7 separate regions of the Mus musculus genome follow, and regions 1, 2, 3, 4, 5 and 6 are each linked to region 7. A link is a contact called in public ChIA-PET, HiChIP or PLAC-seq and promoter capture Hi-C data. All regions are on one chromosome and are shown on one strand. The core of a region is the stretch at or near the end of the contact, and the rest is flanking DNA. Distances in the headings are between cores, read along the strand shown.

Evidence for each region. Promoter capture Hi-C pulls out the DNA fragments that hold promoters and counts their contacts. ChIA-PET counts read pairs in DNA pulled down with a chosen protein or histone mark. HiChIP or PLAC-seq counts read pairs in DNA pulled down with a chosen protein or histone mark.
Region 1: a contact with region 7 is called in a promoter capture Hi-C map of second pharyngeal arch cranial neural crest, with 7 times the contacts expected there. The contact joins the enhancer-like site here to the promoter of Chst2 in region 7. A contact is called at or near these places in 15 of 39 promoter capture datasets (the 3T3-L1 cell line, the HPC-7 cell line, cranial neural crest and 9 more), 1 of 15 datasets of contacts at CTCF or cohesin (CD8 T cells), 10 of 484 Hi-C or Micro-C datasets (CD4 T cells, Th1 cells, Th2 cells and 7 more), 23 of 115 datasets of contacts at active chromatin or transcription factors (SST interneurons, T-cell acute lymphoblastic leukemia, Th17 cells and 15 more) and 4 of 9 other capture datasets (adipose tissue, embryonic stem cells, liver and 1 more).
Region 2: a contact with region 7 is called in a promoter capture Hi-C map of embryonic stem cells. The contact joins the promoter of Trpc1 here to the promoter of Chst2 in region 7. A contact is called at or near these places in 17 of 39 promoter capture datasets (the 3T3-L1 cell line, the HPC-7 cell line, cranial neural crest and 8 more), 3 of 484 Hi-C or Micro-C datasets (all in embryonic stem cells), 2 of 115 datasets of contacts at active chromatin or transcription factors (both in embryonic stem cells) and 1 of 9 other capture datasets (macrophages).
Region 3: a promoter capture Hi-C map of hematopoietic stem and progenitor cells shows a contact between it and region 7. The contact joins the promoter of Pls1 here to the promoter of Chst2 in region 7. A contact is called at or near these places in 15 of 39 promoter capture datasets (the 3T3-L1 cell line, cranial neural crest, embryonic stem cells and 8 more), 1 of 15 datasets of contacts at CTCF or cohesin (embryonic stem cells), 9 of 484 Hi-C or Micro-C datasets (cerebral cortex, embryonic stem cells, palatal mesenchyme and 2 more), 9 of 115 datasets of contacts at active chromatin or transcription factors (T-cell acute lymphoblastic leukemia, embryonic forebrain, embryonic stem cells and 2 more) and 2 of 9 other capture datasets (adipose tissue and embryonic stem cells).
Region 4: an RNA polymerase II ChIA-PET map of memory CD8 T cells shows a contact between it and region 7, with 10 read pairs. The contact joins the enhancer-like site here to the promoter of Chst2 in region 7. A contact is called at or near these places in 8 of 39 promoter capture datasets (3T3-L1-derived adipocytes, the HPC-7 cell line, cranial neural crest and 5 more), 1 of 15 datasets of contacts at CTCF or cohesin (the NIH/3T3 cell line), 6 of 484 Hi-C or Micro-C datasets (CD4 T cells, CD8 T cells, brain and 2 more), 14 of 115 datasets of contacts at active chromatin or transcription factors (SST interneurons, VIP interneurons, craniofacial prominence and 9 more) and 3 of 9 other capture datasets (embryonic stem cells, liver and pancreatic islet).
Region 5: an H3K4me3 HiChIP or PLAC-seq map of craniofacial prominence shows a contact between it and region 7, with 7 times the contacts expected there. The contact joins the enhancer-like site here to the promoter of Chst2 in region 7. A contact is called at or near these places in 14 of 39 promoter capture datasets (3T3-L1-derived adipocytes, the HPC-7 cell line, HPC-7-derived erythroid cells and 9 more), 1 of 484 Hi-C or Micro-C datasets (cerebral cortex), 6 of 115 datasets of contacts at active chromatin or transcription factors (craniofacial prominence, embryonic forebrain, embryonic limb bud and 2 more) and 2 of 9 other capture datasets (adipose tissue and embryonic stem cells).
Region 6: an H3K4me3 HiChIP or PLAC-seq map of craniofacial prominence shows a contact between it and region 7, with 5 times the contacts expected there. The contact joins the enhancer-like site here to the promoter of Chst2 in region 7. A contact is called at or near these places in 12 of 39 promoter capture datasets (the 3T3-L1 cell line, 3T3-L1-derived adipocytes, the HPC-7 cell line and 8 more), 2 of 15 datasets of contacts at CTCF or cohesin (CD8 T cells and pro-B cells), 7 of 484 Hi-C or Micro-C datasets (CD4 T cells, CD8 T cells, cerebellum and 3 more), 17 of 115 datasets of contacts at active chromatin or transcription factors (DN3 thymocytes, SST interneurons, T-cell acute lymphoblastic leukemia and 10 more) and 2 of 9 other capture datasets (embryonic stem cells and pancreatic islet).

Annotation. Positions count from the first base shown.
Region 1 is chr9:94,949,548-94,952,521 of GRCm38.p6, forward strand. The region is part of intron 8 of Slc9a9 (solute carrier family 9 (sodium/hydrogen exchanger), member 9); the gene reads left to right. Among named protein-coding and RNA genes, the nearest start is that of Mir7656, 200 kb to the left of the region's middle. Within about 2 kb of position 1,279, at least 13 of the 459 cell types and tissues checked have an H3K27ac peak or open chromatin away from gene starts, as enhancers often do. A contact at or near this core is called in the HPC-7 cell line, hematopoietic stem and progenitor cells, pre-megakaryocyte-erythroid progenitors and 1 more, where this site is marked.
Region 2 is chr9:95,748,948-95,751,731 of GRCm38.p6, forward strand. Trpc1 (transient receptor potential cation channel, subfamily C, member 1) reads right to left here and starts at 1,401. Exons shown (of 13, transcript NM_011643.4): 1 at 721-1,401. The coding sequence starts at 892.
Region 3 is chr9:95,843,915-95,846,665 of GRCm38.p6, forward strand. It overlaps Pls1 (plastin 1 (I-isoform)), which reads right to left and starts at 1,365. Exons shown (of 16, transcript NM_001033210.3): 1 at 1,257-1,365.
Region 4 is chr9:95,104,642-95,107,408 of GRCm38.p6, forward strand. All of the region lies in intron 12 of Slc9a9 (solute carrier family 9 (sodium/hydrogen exchanger), member 9), which reads left to right. Among named protein-coding and RNA genes, the nearest start is that of Gm32018, 200 kb to the right of the region's middle. Within about 2 kb of position 1,335, at least 5 of the 459 cell types and tissues checked have an H3K27ac peak or open chromatin away from gene starts, as enhancers often do. A contact at or near this core is called in CD8 T cells and memory CD8 T cells, where this site is marked.
Region 5 is chr9:95,033,400-95,036,333 of GRCm38.p6, forward strand. The region is part of intron 11 of Slc9a9 (solute carrier family 9 (sodium/hydrogen exchanger), member 9); the gene reads left to right. Among named protein-coding and RNA genes, the nearest start is that of Gm32018, 280 kb to the right of the region's middle. Within about 2 kb of position 1,267, at least 3 of the 459 cell types and tissues checked have an H3K27ac peak or open chromatin away from gene starts, as enhancers often do. A contact at or near this core is called in craniofacial prominence, where this site is marked.
Region 6 is chr9:95,124,443-95,127,191 of GRCm38.p6, forward strand. All of the region lies in intron 13 of Slc9a9 (solute carrier family 9 (sodium/hydrogen exchanger), member 9), which reads left to right. Among named protein-coding and RNA genes, the nearest start is that of Gm32018, 180 kb to the right of the region's middle. Within about 2 kb of position 1,444, at least 9 of the 459 cell types and tissues checked have an H3K27ac peak or open chromatin away from gene starts, as enhancers often do. A contact at or near this core is called in SST interneurons and craniofacial prominence, where this site is marked.
Region 7 is chr9:95,405,890-95,408,689 of GRCm38.p6, forward strand. It overlaps Chst2 (carbohydrate sulfotransferase 2), which reads right to left and starts at 1,381. Exons shown (of 2, transcript NM_018763.2): 1 at 688-1,381; 2 at 1-584. The coding sequence starts at 402.

The sequences.
Region 1 (2,974 bases), core at 29-2,528, 460 kb before region 7:
TAATCAATACTTCCTGTCTAAAAATGCACTATTCTCCAACCTCATAAACCCCTCAAGTCTGCATTTCATGTCAAAGAAAATCATGCTCTGTATGACAGACGTTTATTTCTAGGCTTCCCTATCTCAAGCCTTTATTGACTTCTAATGAGAAAAGGATGGGGCATAGTGTTATCACTGGCTGAGTGTATAGGTGATAATGGACTTGAATAAAACAGTTGAATATAAAGGAAAAAAAATAGACCCTACTACTAATCAATCCTCATAAAACATTTATTTGTATGTAAGGATATAAATCATCACCCTGCATTCTCTTTTCAAAGTAAATAAGCATTTCCTTAGATAGAGAAGAATTAATTTGAGAAACAAGCATTTCAGTCACTCGTGTCTTCTTGAAATTATTATGGGTTGGAGACAATACAGAGAGACAAGCAGTGGACATATCTCCTGGGGATGAGGAGGTGGACAGGAGGTCAGCCTGCATTTGTAGGACCCCATGTATCCACAGTCCACAGACCTTGTCACAGTGTAAGGACTGTGTTGTTCTTAACACAGACACTTTAGTTAAAGATGCCCAGAAGTTACTACCTACGATAGTGCTTGCTAAATTTTCTGACTCTTACAGACATATATATATATATATATATATATATATATATATATATATATATATATGTCTATCATATGCCACATGGTTTCATTTCTTGTTCATAAGAGTTCTTATATTTCTTAACAGTACACAAAGATGCTTGTAAAAATTATGAAAGTTTCATATTTTCCTCCAACTTTTAGTTGTCTTATCCCAATTTAAAACCACAACTACAGACAACCCTTCTTAATTTACTGAGAAGACAATGGGATTTAGTAGAATGCAATTAATTTAAATTGAACCAATCATCCAATTTGTTCAGTGTCTGAACAATCACCTAAGGGTCCCAGGCCTCTTCATTCCCAATGTATTATTACTCATTTTACATAATTTACAGTTACAGGATCATGAACCTTGATCATGTAAGCAAGCAAATTGATCCGGAGGTCTCTGAGGGGGTCCAGAGTATAAGTAACAGAGGACGGTGTAAATAGTGTTTGGTTATTCAAAAGGCAGCAATTGTTGCATGGAAACTGACCTCCCTGGAAATAATTTACATACCAACAGTATCATTATTTTTACCAAATAGCTGTTTCCTGAATTTCCTTGCCAGTGAATTTGAACTGAACTGTGTGCTTTGTGGTTTCTCAAAACAGTTCTTTTAACTAGTGTCTGAAAGTGTTGGTTCTAATTTTTGTTCAAGATTGCATAAATGAGTCCCTGCAGCCAAGCCTTTTGTGACCTTGCCCACCACTGGAACCTCAGTGGGCAGATGCTGAAAGGCGATTCTGTGCACAAACATGAGTCAGACGTTCTTACTTTCTCTGAACTGCTTCCTGATTTCCTCCAGAGTCGCATTTAATGGCTGCTTGTTTTTCCAAAGGTAATATAAATAGAATCAACATATTTTATATAATACAAAATGAAGAACATTTTTCCCTTTTTATTTTCTTACTTATTTGAGAATTCCATTCAATGTATTTTAATCACATTCCCCACCCCCCAACTTTTCTCAGATCCTCCATCAAACCCTTACCTGCCCAACATTGTGTCTTCTTCTTTTTTTAAAACCTTGGATTCCAATTTGTGCTGTTCTTATATTCTTGAATGTGTAGCCTTCTACCAGAGCATTCTTAAAGAAAATCCACCACCACCACCACCACCACCACCACCACCACCACCACCACCACCCCCACTCCTGGCAGCATTCAATTGCCAATAGCTCCTCATGCAGTTGTGGGACTTGGTGCCCATCTCTCCTTTCCATGCTAGACTTTCGTATGGCTTTAGCTGGCATAGGTCTCTTGCATCCCATCAGCCACTGTAAGTTCATACATGCAGCTGCCCTGCTGTGTTCAGGAAAGGATTGAACCTTGTAGTTATCTCTGCCTCTTTCAGCCCTTGAGCTTTGAGAGAAGGGGTTGGCATATGCACATCCCATTTAGGGGTGAGAAATATGCAGTTTCTTATTCTCTGCACCTTGACCAGTTGTGAGCCTGTGTGTTAATAACCACCTACTGCAAATAGAAGCTTCTCTGATAAGGGTTTATATGCACATTAATATAGGCTTATGAAGATAAGTCACTAGGAGTCAGTTTAATAGTATGTTCGTTTAGCAGAATAGTACCAAGTTCTCCCCTAGAGACTATGACCTGTCTAGGAATGGGTTTCACCTTGTAGAGCAGGCTTAAATCAAATCAGAGAGTGATTGGTTACACCCATTATGTTCATGCCACTGTTGCCCCAGTGAGCATGTATTGTTAGATCAGTCAGTGCTGTGGCTCCCAGAGTTCATAGCTGGATAAGACAGATGACTCCTTTCTCCTCCAGTAGGACGCATGCACAGGACCTTCTAACACTATGAAAGCTAGTCCATGTGGATGAAGCTTGAGTTCTCTGAGCTCTGTGATTCAGAGATTCAGAGGCTGTCTTCAGAAATAGGGTCGAACTATCAAATCAGTAGCATTGGCAATAGTCTGTAATGTTTAGAGGTCTATAGGACTCATAGACCAAACAGGCCAAAAGAGGTTATCCCACTCCTGACCCTTTCCTGTCTGCCCTCCTTTACCCTGCCTGATCCCCAACCTGGCTTTAACACTTCCTGTTCCATTATACCCCTTTAATCTTTATATCACTGGGTTTTACCCCACTCTCTTGAAAGCCCTTTACTAATTGCCTAACCTCTATGGGTATTCCCAATAGAGCACACATACCTGAAAATTCAAATCTAACACCAGCAAATGATAGATATATGTGACATTTACCTTTCTGAGTTAATGTTGTCTTGCTCACTATAAAATTTCCTTCAAATAATTTTGTTTTTATCCCTTTGGTTTTGACCTAGAGTAGACACTTAGTGAGTTGTTTTCAGTTTCATCCACTTACCCA
Region 2 (2,784 bases), core at 151-2,650, 340 kb after region 7:
TTTTAATGTGGCCAGAAAGTGATCAATTTTTAGATTCAAAACCAGTATATTCCACATTATTTCGCCTATATTTACTTTTTTTTTTTTTTTACTACCTTTGCCTCCCTCCAACTCTCTGAAGCAATAAATCTTTCTCCCTAATAAAAAATACCGACATTTAAAAGGGGTTCCAGAAATTTGGGGAAAGTTTCGGCAACTAGGGCAGGATTTTTCGTATTATTTGTGTTAAAGATAATGGGATACTACTCAACTGTAACAGGCTAAGGCACTGCTGGCTGATGCTAAACAGAAGTAAAAGTCTTTTTTAAAAATAACAACAACAACAACAACAACAAACCTACAAGGTGACAGCCCATAAATCGGAGAAGTCTTAAGGGAAATTCGTAGAATTTTCGGATTAGGTCCAAAACTAGCCTCTGGCTCCCAAAGGAAGAAGTAACTTCAAACTAGAGTTTATTAGTGACAGAAGTGGGGCAACTTTGGGATCAAGGCTCCCTCCTCGCCATGGAAACGTCCCACCTGCGCGAGTCCACCGCCCCCGCCCTACCTGCCTGCTGCTCAAGCTCAATTAGGCAGAAGTCCTGCGGGCTGCACAGAGGTGGGAATAGCCGCTGCACACAAGGAAAAGCACGAGTGCCAGGAGTTAAGTTGAGGCAGGGGCCGGACCCGGGGAGTGGGTGCTAGGGTGTCCGGAGGTGGAGAAGGGGGCCTAGCTCTCACCCTTGTCGCACGCCAGCAAGAAAAGCTTCTCATTCAAGGTGTTCTCCTCCTTCACCTCTCGCACATCCTTCAGCGCCATCACTTCGTTGGGCGACGAGGAGGATGGGGAGGAAGGCAGGGAGGAGGAGGAGACGCCCGAGAGGTCCGTGCTCGGGTACAGGGCCGCCATCATCGCGGCCCACGACGGGGGCAGGCCAGGAGACGGAGGCGGGGCCCCCATGGGCGCCGACCCCGACCCCGACCCCGAGCTGGAAAACGGGTGAGTCGTTCCCACGGCCACATCGGCGTGCGGCCCGTTGGCCCCGAAGGGCGTCGCCTCGCCCCGAAACCAGCACTCGCCCTCCACGGACAGCCCCAGGTTGGTGGCCGCGCTGGCGCGGCCCCGGGGCCAGCGCCCTCTGCCCAGCCGCCGGCGCCCCGGTCGAGCTGGTCCGCGCCCGTCCGGGGACGACAGAGTGGAGCGCGCCAGGGCGGCAGCCGAGCGCGGGGCCGTGCCAGGAGCCGCAGGGGCCGCACAGGGAGCGGCCCGGCCTGGGAGGGAGTGAGGGGGCCGCCGGCCGGAGAGCTCGGCGGTGCGCTTCGCAGCACGTCTGGCTCCGGGGCTGTGGGAACCGCTGGCCCAGCAGCACCCACAGGAGGCAGAGGTTCGCGGCTTTCTCCTCACGTCATCCTCAGCCCCGCGGAGGCGACGACACCGGGGCGGGGCTTAAGGCGAAGCCGGGCTAGGGGCGGGGCTTGTAGGGGCGGGGCTCCAGGGCTGACGCGCCTCTCTGGTCGGTCGCCTAGCATCTTGGGCGCGTCTGCAGCATCTTTGAGCACCTGAGGGCATGGGAACCGCTTGGTGGCGGATTTCAGGTAATTTTATCCGCTGCCTGTTTGTGCTGCTGCTGCTACTGCAGCACAGAAAAGGGCCAAGGAGCTTCTGAAGGATTAACGTTTACTTGAAATCCTGTACGGAATTGTCCTAAAGCCTGGCCAAAGCAACCTGATTATGGAGTTTGTGTTTACAGTTCCCTCGTTCCTAAAGGCGTTTTAAAAACAATCTTTGTGATTTAATATGGTCTAACATTCCTGATATTTCCAAAGTCACTATAAAAGTATTCGCATGTAAGTCAAAGGCGACCTATAACCGTTGCATAAGCACAGTTTAGGAGTTACTCGCCATACAAGTCCTTTTAGTGGATTCGTTATATTTATCCTATCTAATTTTAAGAGATTCGCTATTTAGACAACAATTGTCTGACGTCCAGCAAATGCGACTTGAAAACTGCATCTTTTCAATAATTTTTAATTGCTTCCTGCAGTCAACACTAGGGGGAAAATCTGAACTCTACGTTTAAGATTTAGATTTTTAAAGCAATGGATAAATGTACTTAAATTTGAGGGGAATACTGCCTCTCCTATTCAGGCTACTTTGTCCCATTAGTTTCTCTTTCAACATTTAACTTACTAATTCTTAAAAATCAATGTTCTCTTTAGATATTCTCTAAAAGTCTTTGATGTCGAAGTCATCTTTTCAAACGTTTTCTGTATTTGATGTAAATGATAATCTCAAGTTGCTCCAGTTTTTGTTTCTAAATGATCTCCCCGTTGTCGTGTAATGTTTAATACACTTCCAAGTTTATGAGTTTGGTGAAATTTCCAAGAGGCTCAAGGTGAAGCCAGTGGGAGAGAGGAGCGCCCATACATTTGTATATGCACCTCCTTTGTTGCTCAGCAAAATGTTTAGCCAGTAGTAGAAATCTAATCCTGCGCTATCTGAAATTTCAGTATTTGAAGTTAACTCAAATGACTCACAGCCATACACAGATTCTTTATCCAAAGAACTATGGGACTGGATTACTTTCTAAGACTGGAGGGAATTCCAACCCTCTTTGGTAGTAATCTTAAGAGACCTTCCAAAGCACTAGAGAGCCTACTTCAGGCAAGCTGATAATTATAATGCAGGCTTTTGGATTGTCTCCGATACAGACAAACTGCTCAGCGGGCATAAATTGGGACATTCTAACAATACCTACATACTTAGCACATGTGATATGTAGATCAGTATTGGAGTTATGATGA
Region 3 (2,751 bases), core at 115-2,614, 440 kb after region 7:
CTGGAAGAGAAAGAAAGGTCAATCATCTACAACAAGAAGAATATCAGAGAGGCACAGTAAAGAGATCCCTGAAATCAGAAAACCAGCTTCCCAGGCCCTGCTTGGCCCTGAGGGGCGAGCGCGGGCAGAGCAAGTCATCTAACCTCCCTGGTCTCAGCTTTCTCATTTGTAAACTGAAGCAGCTGAACTGGCTGACCTCAGAGGTCCCTCGGAACAAAACCAGACCAACTGTATATTATTTCGACCATTAAAACCCTCACGGCAGGAAAATAAAGGGAAGGGGGGGGGGTCTTCTGTGATCTCTTTTCTAGTTTGTTTTTTCCTCCTCAACTTCAATTTTCCGTTTCCTACACTTACTACGGTCACGTGCCTCTCGCATCACAAATTTAACACTTTCCTATAGAATTTCACTAATGAATTAAGTTTAAAGAGGAGTTGGTTACAAGAGGTGGGGCGTGGAATTAAATGCCCTTGCTTCACCTTTGTGGGGCCAAAACATTGGTCTCTGTATTCATCCTGAAATTCTAGTTATGATTCCACATTCCTCCAACAAAGAAATGTTCATTCCGTGTTGGCCCCATACAGTCTACAACAGCTTTGAGGTAGGATACATGTCTGTATAAGTCACACAATGTAAATAACTAGGAAAGTTTTTCTTTTCAATACTACTCATTGAAGCCTGGGATGGGGGTAATAATGTTAAAAATGGGTTTCTGTATTTTGTTTTGGTATTTTTTTCTTTTTAATTTTTAAAGCTTATACTCGAAAATGCAGCCTGCTGAATCGCACAAAATTCTTGGCACTTTCCCCTAAGACTGACATTTCTTGCACTGCATCCAGAGGCCCCAGGGCTCCTGGAAAGGCACTTAAGTCCAGCAAACACGGATGCAATTTCATTCTGTCCCTACATTCGCCTGTGCACCAGAGGCGAACACAGTAACACAACTTAAGAGACACACCAACGGATCAGAAAAACCTCTTCAACAGCCACGCAAAGTTTAAACCAGAAAACTTAGTACCCTCCCTTCCTAGATGCAGGGTATCACGATGTGCTTCCTGGGCTGGGGCTTAAGCAGCGACACACAGGACTTCACACCTGAGCGCAAGACTCCGCCGCAGGGCAGGAGCGCGCCCGCAGGTGTCGGAGGAACCCGGAGCCCTCGCCGAGCGCCGCTAAGCCAAGCTTGCCTTTCCTGCCCGGCCTCCCCCTCCTGACCCACGCCCGCTTGTGCGTTCAGGCACCCAGCCCCCGGTACCTGCGGCGGCCGTTCGGCAGCTCCTGCCCGGGATCCCCGCGCCCGCTGGTCTGGTCCGCTCCGCTGCGGCTGCCACTCACCCGCCTCCTTGCTCCTGCGCTCGCGCCACTGCGCATGCTCGTCCCGCACCCCCACCCGCACGCTTGAAATCCACTCGCCAGGTTTTAGTTGCTGCACCCAGGGGAGAGGCCACCAGATCTTTGCAGTCAGGTGAAAGGAGGCTTGCAGGAGCTAACTAAAGAGGTTTGTGTTGAGGTTGGGGGATGGAAGATGGGGAAGTGGACCCGCGCTGCAGGGGCGTCATCCCTGCTGCCCACGCTTCACTCAGCCTAATTACAACTGTCTGCACCCCTGAAATGAGTTTTAGCACGGTGGTTCTCAAACAAGGGGGCCTCAGGTTTTTGTTCAAACAGCTCTCAAACCCAGAGTATCCGCATCTTTTATCTGAATGCTGGATGTTTCTAATGTGTTCTCAGAACACTAGTATGCATAGCACTTTTGAAAACTACAGCTCACAAGGTAAGATAATTATTAAAGTAAAACAATTTCTCTCATCCTTCTCCCTTCTGGGGAATTCAGATGATCCTTCCCTCTTTATTAAACAGCCACACCTATTTAAAATAAATAACCAAAGCCCACACTCAAACAAAGGCAGGACCTTTTTCCAACAACATCTGAGTCAAGCCAACGGAACGCAGCTTCAAGGGCTCTTGTGTGCTTTTCTGGTAGCATGATCCACAGGTGTGCAGGGTACTTTTGCTGTCCTTTGACCTAAGGTCCTAGGTGACCCTTGGCCCTGTAGTCCTGAACTGATGCAGAACAGGTAGCAATCAGGCCGGTAGGAATGTGGCTTCAGTACACTGAAACTGTTTAAAGTCCAAAAGAATTGGTTGGGCCAAAGAGGAGTGAGCTAAGGACTTCTCCGTGCCTAGAAAATCCCATAACCCAGAAAGTCCAATAAATAACGTTTTTGTCTGAGTGCAGATGTACAAGAGGAATTGTGTTCTCTCAAAATATTTACTTAAACATGTATGTACAACATGACTTAGCCATTTCATTCTTAGCTCTTGTCCAAGATAAACTAAAGCATATCACATAGAGGCTTGAATACTGATGTAGTAGCTTCCTTCTCTTTTTCTGTAGCCACAGTTGGAAGGAATTGACTGTCAAAAGCAAACGTGCTACATCAGCACAATGGACTACTACTTGGTACTAAAAGAGAATGACCGATCTAAATGCTTCACTATAGATTGCCACATCCTCCTATACCAGGAGTGAAGGAAGAAAAAGAAAACACACAGAGAGAAATGGACAGGGAAAAAAAGCTGAGATTGGGTGGTCTGGGCTCCAAGGTTGAGAAGCCACAGGGTCCTGGAGATGGTTTATGTGTAGTTTATTATGTACAGTTGAATGGGGAGGTGGGGTTATTGCGTGTAGCTGAACAAGGAGGCAGGTGTAGGGAGACTCAGTGGGAGAGCGGTGGGGCAGTCTCTGT
Region 4 (2,767 bases), core at 85-2,584, 300 kb before region 7:
ATCCCTCCCCTAGATATTTGCACATGGTCCATATGTGTGCTATGTGTGCATGTGCATCTATGGAAACCCAAGCATTCAAAAAGGGGAGAAAATGTGCAATGTTTGTCTTTCTGAATCTTTCATACTTGGTTCCTATAATCTCCAATTGCATCTGTTTTCCAAGAAACAACAAAATTTCATTCTTCTTCATGAAAAAAGCATCATTTTGTATTTATATCGCATTGCCTTTCTGTGTTGGCAGGCACTCTGGCTGATTCTATAGCTCAGCTATTGTGAATAGCACAAAAAAAAAAAAAAACCCAAACAAAAACAAAAAACAACCCCTCCAAAAAAAAAACAAAAAACAAAACAAAACAAAAAACCATGCAGATAAGTAATTGTGGTATGTACTTCCTTAAAGATTGTTTACCAGAAAGTGGTATAGCTGGGTCATGTGATGGTTCTAGTTTTCATTTTTAGAGAAACCCCCATTGTTTTCCAAAATGGCTGGACTACATTACATTCCCACCCCACTTCCACATTCTCACCAGCATTTGTCTTCGTTTCTTTTACTAAAATTTTAACTTTTTGTTTTATTAATTATTATTAAGGTGTGTATATGTGTAAGCACATACACATGCATGTGCTCAAGTGTGTTTAGCCTGTGAAGGAGTGTCAGCGTCCAGCCAACAAGAGTTGGGGGTCATCAAGGACTAGAGATACCTGGTAGGCTAATAAGAAAACACACAATTGAGATACAGTGCTGACAGGCTGGTGCATTGGCATGGGAGGCCTTGGACTCGGGAGTCAGGGTGCTCACCTAGACCTGACTCAGCCCCAGTCTTATATTGAACTCATAAAAAAATTAGGTTACAAAATCCAGGGGGGGTGTGGTAGGTAAAAGCTTCTCTATTTTCCTGTGCAAACATTTTCTTGTGACCCAGAGTAGTACAGATTTAGAACAGACAAAAGGAAACTATACAACCTTAGACATAAAATTTTTACAGCAAGCACAACTTTTTGTATCTCCTGACCACCAGTCTCCAGTGAGACAATATGGTTTCATAAAAGAGCAAGCATACTGCTGACCCTTCAGTCTTTATAATTTTTGGACCCCATCTGCTTGTCTACAAAAACATCCTCACCCAACCGGTATGGAGAATTCCTAGGGGGCTGACACCATCGCCCCTAAACCCAAGAAACCCATTGCTAACTTTCTAGGAGATATTTGTATATTATTTCATCCTCAATTCTGTATAATAAAAATAGGATCCTTTTATTATACAGAATTGAGACGAAGACTGGGGGAAGAGCTACAGAATTACTCATCTCTGCCTGTGGCTCTAAGTTACTTTCATTTCTACCTAGAGCGAGTGACTGTAATATAGATTTCTCTTGAATTCATGAACATCCTTCACTTGAATATTATTGGCAACATCTAATTTCTGGGTATCAAGCGGCCTCCTACTAGATCTTTCCAGGTCACTAAATACCAGTTTAATCAAGGAAGGCAGGAAGAAAGAAAAGGAATCGTAAATAGATGAAGAAAATACTAAGTACTAAGAATAATTGCAGAAATGACATCACTCAGTGTTTGCATCAAAGGAGCAGGACTTGGGGCCCCTCAGTACTCACACTGGGGCCCACAAGAGGCCATTGCCTCAAGCTCTGAAACACGGTACCCCCAGCAGGTTTTTCCTCCTTGTCATCTGGGGTCCCAGGTCTCTCCAGCTTAATGTGGGGTGTCTCCAACAAAGGAGTATAGGCGTGACTTTGCCAATGTACTTATGTGGGGAGTCCATTCCCCCCTTCCACCAGAGGTGACTAATCTTGGTTGCCACTTTCATACCCTTGGGAAGATGAAGCCTTAGTTGAGGAATGCCTTGATCAGATTGGCCCATGGACATGTCTGTGAGGCACTTTCCATCCCAATTTGGTTTGAGTCAGTGTACTACAGCAAAGGAGAGCAAACCAGGACAGTCACTAGGCCATTTCTCCACTGCTGTTTTTATTTTTATTTTGTCTGTTTGTTTAAATTATAGCCATTCTTACTGGCATGAGATGGAATCTCAGTGTTGTTTAATTTGTGTTTTGCTGATGCCCAGGAATACTAAGCTTTTGTTTTCCCGTTTGTTTACTGACCATATGCACTTCATCTGGTTTGGAGAGCCACCCACTCATTAGTCTCTCTATTGACTGAGTTCTTTGGCCTCGTTTGATATTTAGCTTCTGTGTGTGTTCTTTATGTATTCTAAATGTTCATCCTCTGTTGGCTCTGCAGCTAGCAAGGATGTACTTTCATTCTGCAGACTGTCTCTCCCCTCACTTCCTTCCTTTGCTGTATAGGAGGAAGGAGCCTTTTAGTTTCATGTAACTCCACTTGGGATGACTTCTTGGGCTATTGAAGTCCTTTGCAGAAAGTCCTTGCTTATGCCTATGTAAATATGAGTATCTCCCACAGTTCTCCAGTTTGCAGTCTTTGTCCATTTCAACTTTCTTTTTTATTTTTCAGTACAGGTCCAAGTATGGGAATCCAGCTTCATTCTTCCAACTAGTTTCTTCAACACCATTTGTTTAAGAAGGCTGTGTTTTCTCCACTGTTTGTTTTTTGGAAACTTTATTAAGAATCATGTGTGTTGCCAGGCGTGGTGATGCACACCTTTAATCCCAGCACTTGGCAGGCAGAGGCAGGCAGATTTCTGAGTTCAAGGCCAGCCTGGTCTACAAAGTGAGTTGCAGGACAGGCCGGTCTACACAGAAAAACCCTGTCTCGAAAAACCAAAAAAAA
Region 5 (2,934 bases), core at 17-2,516, 370 kb before region 7:
ATCATTTTTACATTTGGTCATCCAGATATTCCCTCAGCACATATTTGTCTGTCGGTGAATGCTCTAAGGTGGGTATTCAGGTAAACAAAGACAAAGGTGCCTTTGAGAGAGACATTTGCCCTGACTTAGTTCTCTAAGTCCATACACTTCAGACTCAAATGTCAATCAAATAGAAACCTTAGCTTTCTGCCTCAGTCAATGGTGCCTACCATTTGATAAATCTCCTGTTTATCCACCCTCGCCATTTGTACACCTTTTGGCATTATACAGAAAGGGAAAAAAAATTTAAAGCAGAAGTGAACTCTTTTCAAACTTATTGGACTTAAGCTTTGCTTTCTCCCTTGGTACCACAGTTCATATCCTGGGAAAAGCCCTAACGGAGAGTCCTGATTTATATAAATATACTCAAATAGCTCGTGTTTGTTGTTATTGAAGAGAGCCATGTACAGGCTTTAGGCTCCATAAAACCTTGTCAGACTTACCTCCAAAAGTGGATGAACCAAGTGATATGGAGCTACAGAGGTGGCTCAGTGGCTAAGAGCTCTGGCTGCTTTTTCAGAGAACTTGGGTTCAGTTCCCAGCACCTACAGGCTGACTGACTACTGCTCCAAATTCCAGAATCAAGTGATCTGAAGGCTTCTCCTAGCTTCCACAGACACCACACAAACATGTAATGAACATACAAAACATGTAGATGGCCTGGTAATATTTTTCAAGTGAAGCACTCATTGTTCATGGCTGTTCCACAGACTAAACACACACACACACACACACACACACACACAAACACACACATCTGCCTCCATCCTTTGCCTCCAGAACAATTAAACCAGCAAAACAACAGGAAGACTGCAGACTGAATTCCTCCACTAACAGCCCCTCCTATACAATTCCACTGATGTGGACTAGTAGTGTGTATACACTAAGCCTTGGAACAGTATAGTGGGAGACGGATCGAGATCAGTTGGTGAGGATCTGGACCCCACTGTTTGACCTATCTGTCTTAAGAAGTCATTAATGATGACAAATGCTGTTAAAGAGTCAATCAAGGAGGTTAACCCTGAGACATATTTAAGACTTTCTTTAAATTCAAGACCAGGAGGCTGTAACTTCTCTGGTGTATCCTGTGACATGCAGCACAAAGAGCTTAATCAAAATGCTAAGCTCCTTTGAAGCCACTCCTGATTCTACATACAACCCTAGTAATGCCCCATTGAACAACCCTGCCCCAGCTCCCAGCTCCCTTGAAACCAAAGAGACTACACTCTGTGGTTTAAATTAAAGGAGATGTGTTTCACACAAATTAGCTTCCCTATTGATGTGGTGCATATTACAGAGATCAGTCTTCTTGTTTTAATTTAAACCCATGTGCTGCAATTTTTATTTAATTTAAAACTAAATAAGAGCCAGGAGCTGATAGAAGGAGGGAAAATGCCAAGCCTAATTGAGCCCTGGCAGCCTTTTTGAAACCACTGACTTGGGAACTACAAACTCCCAGACTGCGGAGTTTCCATGCCACTTTATCTGGCTGGGAGGAAGGCTAGGGAACTGTGGTTGTAGAAGGCAGAGAGCGTGTTAAAAAGCACCCTTCCTTGAATTCATTTCCTACCGGTACACTTGAAAGAAGACATGGAGTCCGTGATGTAGCCTCTCACAAAACTCTAGATGAGTTTTAACCAGGGGAATATGACCACATTACAAATTCCTATGAAAATTCATCCCTGAACTCATCACAGTCACAAAACTAACAATGCCAAGTTTGCGAGGCTTTGTTGACTGTGTTCAGTATCCAACCCATCATCCACTGGTACATGTTAACATTCACAGCACTGCCAGCATCGAAGGAAGGGGAGAAAGATGTGGAAACAAAGATTAAAACTCATTTTTATTATCAACATTTATTGCTTCTCCCTTGGCTGTGTAAAGGCCAGCACTCCGGCTAATATCCAGGGGAGTGTTGTGTTCTTCAGCTTAGGGTCAATGGGAGTACCAGTGCAGAGCTGGAGGCCATCTTTCCCTGTGTCATTTTGTGAAACAACAATTGTCTGTTATCTGAACATTTGAGACTCTGGCACAAAAGTATCCATATCTAGAAGAAACCAGCCAAGCAGACACCACAATGCCTTACAGAATCAACTAACTGTTAGCACATGGTTTCAGGGTCTCTGTTCTGTTGGTGCCACACAGTTCTGACGAGCATTGTAGTGGCAGGAGGCTGGAGCAGGGGCTAGTCTTCACTTCCTTGGTTGACTAGACTCAGACAGTACCCACAAAAGGAACCAAAGATTTGTCCCTATGGACTTTCCTTCAGAGACCTATCTTTTTAAGCTAGGGCTCAGTTCCTAAAACATCCACAGCCTCCCAAAGTCATAAGAAGCCAAAGACAACGTGTTCAAGCCATGACTTACCTGTAGGAAACATTTCCTATACAAACCATAGCAGAAGGAATAAAACTGAAGGTGAAGCATGAAGAAGGTCACGGGGTCAGCAGTGTCAAGAAACAGGAGTCTCTGTAGTCTTTCATAGACTAATGAAACTCTGTTGAGATGACTTAGTGCATCCCAGTCATCAATCGCTCTCTAAACGGGGCACTTTCATGCTCTCTTAATCCTGAATACCTGTGCTAGTATTCTATCTCTGTGACCTGAATAATTCTCAACTTGACATAACCTAGAGTCACCTGAGAAGAGGGTCTCAATGAGGGACTATTTACCTGGGGTAAGTCTGTGGGCCTGTCTCTGGGAGTTATCGTTAATTTATGTGGGAAGATCCAGCCCACTGTGGGAAGCACCATCCCCTAGGTTGGGGGATCCTGAACTATAGTAAGAGTGGAGGAATTGGAATTATCACAGGCAAGCAAGCAAGCAAGCCAGAATGTATGTCTTCATTTCTTTCTATTTTTGACTATGGATGTAATGTGATCAGCTATCTTAG
Region 6 (2,749 bases), core at 194-2,693, 280 kb before region 7:
TGAACATCATGTGACATTTGGGTCTTGGAAAAGCTTTCACATCTTGGGAGTTTCACCTTCCCTGTCTGTCCAAAGTGAATGATAATGGTGTTTATCTCAGGAAGCTGTCACAAAAAAAAAAATCAACAAGAAAAAAAACAAACCTAAGCTTAGGACTAGGGAGATGGCTCAGTGGGTAGGGTGCTTGCTGTGTAAGCAAGAGGCCCTGAGCTCAGATCTCCAGCACCCATATAAAATCTAGACTTGGAGGTGCACAGCTGCAATCACAGGGCTGGGTAGGGATGGGAACCGGTTGATTCTGGGGTTCATTGGCTGGCCAGCCTACCTGGAACAAAGAGCTCTAGTTTCACTAAGAGTGGCAGGCTAAGAAAAACTTTAAGTCAACAAACAATGGGGGAAGACCTCCAGTATGAACCTCTGGCCTCCACATGCATTCACATATACATACAAGCTAGCATGCGCATACACACACACACACACACACACACACACACACACACACACACACACTGTTAATACAAACCAAACTCAACTTTTAAAAGATTTTAGACACTTCACCTCACTACATTAAATAATTATGTGTTTTAGATTTCAGTAGAAGAATAATCAGAACAGAGAGTAAGTAAACACACAGGAATAAGGAGAATCCAAATCAGCAGGTTGCAGGGCCTCCATCCCTGCCGAGCTCCAACTACAAATGAATATTACGTTCCCTAGAGACACCTGGCAGAAAGAGGAAATAATCAGTCATATCCTAAGTCCTTATCCTTCGGGGACACAAAGCATGTCCCTGCCCTGGTGGTGTAAAGAGTGGTGCTTACTGTTTCTAACCAGATCTCCCCAGAGCTTCACGCAGAGGGCAAAGAAGGGGCTCTCTCCATGTTAAGCCATTCCCACTCTAAATCACAAGCTCCTGAAGGAGCCGTTGTGGCTTACAAATAACTTTCAGGGGATTCTGGGCATCCTTTCTCACCATGTTCTTTAGCTAGCAAAACTAGCAAATGGCAAAACCCGTTTTGGAAAGAGGTTGGAGTAATTATCCCCTTAGTGTCAAGTACATGAAGCACTGAACTCCGACCAGAAGTCATTGGCCACGGGATGCGTGCAGCTGCCATTCAACCTGGGCGAAGTGTGTTTGGTACTTTGTGAGCCTTGTGTCAAGATGCTCTCTGCTGTCCTTCTGCCTGGCAATGCCTTACTTGTCATCTATTGATGCCAAGCATAAGTCTGAGTTTTAGCAAGACCATGTCCCTACTTACTTTGCCTTTACTAAACCAAGTTTAAATTAACAAGATTAATATGTGGGATGATCTCTGCACTGGCTAACCACAACAGCAGTTCCTAATGAAAAGCTAAAAATGTTTAAACTACTTACAGCCATTCCTGACTCCGCAGTCTCAGAGTCAATACTGTATAATTAAATGCAGCTGCTTATAAAAGAATTCCCATCTTCTTAGCTTGTAGAGAATACTTCTGGGCTGTAAGCTTGAGGCACAGCTCCCTGTGCAACACATGACAGTGCAATCTTTATTTTGCCAGGCTCAGAAACTTTGCAAAGCATGCTCCAAATGCAACCATTCAGCTTTGAGTGCACACAGTTTATGGCTTTGCTGCTTTGAGAAGTGTATGTTATGTATACTGTATGTTATGTATCTCTCACTCATGTTTGAAAAACAGATAGTACTACCCTTCCTCGAGCCCCAGATAGTTTTCCTGTTCTTGGAAACACGCCCTTGTGAGGTGGGTAAAGTCTCTGGACTGTGGTGTAAATTTCCAGCACTTAAGAGGACTCAGCAGGGCGTCTCTTCCCTTTTCATCAGTCTGTCAGGATCTCCCCGTTGAATGCTGGCTATGGTTTTTAATATTATTCTAAGCATATTGCATGCTTTACACCAGTTTCAGAGATAACCCTGAACAGGCACTATATCATCCCATCTACACGCAAGGAAACTGTACACAGAGAAGTTAGATAACATGACCACAGGCACGGAGAAGGCAAAGGTAGAATTTGAATCCAAGTAATTTGGTTCCAAAATATCCCACTTTATCAGATAAGAGTGCGTTCGTGTGAGTAGTCATTGACCCCACACCTATCAAATATAAGCTGCTATGCAGAGAATTCAACTGTTACTATTTTGAAGTCTTTTCCCACACAGAACTTCTGTTCCAAGGAGGAACACCTATCAGAAAAAAGATAGTATGTAAAGGTTGTGAGTTCAGAAAAAGATAACGATGAAGCAGGTGAGGGGGTGGAGAAGGGAGGAGAGGTCATTGGCTATATAGGGCAGATCTATGAAAGTACCATTTGATAGAAAACTGAAATGTGCGGAAGCAAGCCAAGTGGAAAGGAAGGCAGTGGTCCAGTCAGATGGCACAGCAAGGATGCAGGCTCCATGTCAGTGGATTGGTGTGAGCACAAGCAGAACCAGGTGCAGGCCAATGTGGCTGAAGGTGAGTAGCCAAGGCAGAAGTAGGTAAGTGAGCTGGCAGTGGTGAACAGGGCCAGTATTGGAGCTGCAGTGGCGAGTTTGATCTTACTCTGCAGAAAATGGACATACCCAACAATTTCTCAAGCTTAGAAGTTTTTCCTTTCTCCTAACCCAACTCTGTCAACTATTACTTTTGTCATTACTAACATAACTTTATTTTTAACACAGTGCTAGCCTGTGTAGGGTTTCTCTTAAATATTAGCTTGCACTTTTCTATTACTTCCTGAAGGTCTGGTTGTCCATTCTGTGTGGATATGACC
Region 7 (2,800 bases), core at 131-2,630:
CCCCACGCCCGCGGCAGGAGGGCGGTACGGGGTGCGGGGGTCCATGCGAGAGTGAGCGCGGGGTGGCGCTGCAGGAGGCGACCCCGGCCGTCCCCAGCCGGCCCCGGCCGCCCCTACCGCGGCACCCAGAGGCCCGTCGGGGTTGCACTGCTGCAGCGGCTCTTTATGCCACTTGTAGTCCAAGAGGTTGAGCATCGTGAGCACCAGTAGCAGTGCATAGCCCGCGCACAGCACCAGCGCCTTCCTGCGAAATACCTTCATCCCGAGCGGGGACGCAGGCCAGCGGCGTCCTGCGCGCCGGGGCCACGGCGGGAGCAGGGCCCGCTGCACGGCGGCAGGCGCGGCCGGCAGCGGCCGGGGAAGCGCACCGGGGGGCAGAGCTCGCGGCGAGCTGCGGCTCATCACAGGCACAGCCGGGGCCGGCGGCGCGGCGGAGGCGGCCCTGCAGCCCAGGAGGGGGACGCTGCAGGCCGGCTGCGGGCGCCGGGACTGGGGCCGCCGATCCGAGGCGGGCGCGGCGGCAGAGGCTGCTGGTCCCCGGCGCCCAGGGCTGGCTCTCCCATGGCAGCGGCTCCGAGAAGGACCTGCGAGGGGAAGCGGAGTGAATGGGTGAGCCCAGTCTCCGGTCCAGATGCCTCCTCCGCCTGAGTAACGCCCACCCTCTAGTCTGCGGGCTCCTCCACTCACCTGGAGCGGAGGGTGCGCCTCGGAGCGTCCCCAGATCCCCGACCGGCGGACTGTCCGGCTAGCACTCTCCTCGGTTTCTCTCCGGTTCTCTTCTGCTAGGGGTCCCCAAGCCTTCGAGGGAGCCGCGAGACTCCGCTGCCCTAGCCCTAGGCAGAGTTTTCCAGCAGCGGGCGCCCTGCACCCCGGGAGGGGAAACTTTCACCGGGCCCGGAGCCCAGCTCTGCGCTCCACCGAGCGCGGCGCGTCCCGGCTCCAGCGACGTCTCCTTAGGTCTCTCGGGACCGCTGCTTCCCTCCAGGCTCTGGGGCACGAAGCAGGCAGGAGGCGACAGTGGGGGGTGGCTTACATACGCCCCAGCTCCAGGCTGTTCTGCTCTCCATCGCTCTCTCTTGGCCTCCACGTAGCGAACCTTCCCATCCCTCCGGCGGCCGCGGATAGGGTGCAGCGCGGCCCCGCAGCGGCGGCTGCTTCTTCCATCACCCGGAGGATGTCCTGGCGGGCGGCTCAGGCGAGCCCCGGCGCTCCGTGGCCGCGGACTGGCCCAGGACTCTGTACACCTAGCTGAAGGCAAAAGAGCGGGACCCCCCACCCCCGCGTCACCAGCGGCTTCTGCCCTACGAGGTCCCGAGGCAGAGGAAGCCCCCGCCGCGGCCGCACTAAAGCGGCGCCCGGGAGGATGCTGCTACCCGACTCCCCCTACGCCGGGCGCCTGCAACGCGCTCGGGCCGGCCTCTGCGCGGCTCCTGCCAGCCCGCTCGGGGTTGGTGCGCGCCGCCGTCTGTCGCCCCGGCTCCTCCCCTTCGCCGTGCTCCCCTCCTCCTCTGCCTGTCCCACACCCGCCCTCCTCGCAGCTCCAGACTCCCGCCGCCACCTCCTTAGGGGCTGGAGATGCGACCCGGTTCAAGGAGGCGCTGCTAGGGCCTCCAGCCGTTAGTAGCAGAACAGAGCTCTAGGTGCGCCCGGGGCGCGGCGCCGGCGCCTGATTCCCAGCTCGCCCGCACAGCCGGAGACTTGGGTTCTCTGTAGCTGCACGACTCGGCTCCCAGGATTCGCTCTGGAGAAGAGTTGGTGATAAAAGTTTGAGCAGAAATACCCCGGACGTACGCTCCTTTCATCCCCAGCGGTCAGCACTGGTGTCCCCTCCTAGGACGCGAGCAGCACCGCCCAACAGCGCTGTGTGCAGCGGGAACCCAGTTCTGAAGCCTTGGCCCTGGTGCTAGCCCATTCCAGCGGGTTTGTGGTTTCTCCCTCAAGGAGGAAGTAATAAATCTTTCTGGGCCCGGGGTCACTGAAGAGGCTTCAGAGTATGCCTCTCCGCAACCTTTCCGAGTGTCCTGGATTTGGACAAGGCCACAAGGTTTCGATGATCCCACCCCCACCTCCTGCCCGGCAGATGTTCTAGGCTTGTGGAGTTTCCACCTCTGCTGACACCCTCTGAGACAGGGCTGCTGGGGGGAGGGGAGGGCGCTTTGTTTAAATTTGTGGTGTGATAGTGAGTCCATTGACTTTAAAGAGGAAGAGATGAGATCAAAGAACTTGATCGCAAAGGAAAACGTTTTTGGACGTTGAAAGTTACTTTTTAGTTTGGTCTGCGTTGGTTTGTATACTTTTCTTTCGCTGATGAGGGAATAAACTTCCATTGTAAAATGGGACAGCTACAGGATGGGTGGAGGTTAGAGGGCACATAGGAAAGATTGTACTCCAGTTTCCACCTAGAAGGGCAGAAAGATGAGTCATTGCGGTCCGGAGGTGAACTACTGATCACTGGGAGACTGATTGCCCCCCGTCTCTCAGAAGCTTTTACAAGTAAAACATAATTACTGCAAAATTATCATAGTCTACCTGGAGCAGCCCACCTCGGCTGATGACCCTCCTAAATTTAAAGCGTTGCCATTGACGACTTTTTTTTTTTTCAGGGTATTGTACAGAATCTTCTGGGTACAGGGATTGTTGAAAAAAAAATGACTTAATTCAATTGTTTTATGGCTTTAACTGGTTTGGTTTTGTTTCAGTTTGGTTTGGGATTTTTGTTTTGTTTTGTTTCAGTTTTTGTTGTTGTTGTTGTTGTTGTGTGGGTTTCATTTCAGGTTTTAAAACTTAAAAAATAGTATGA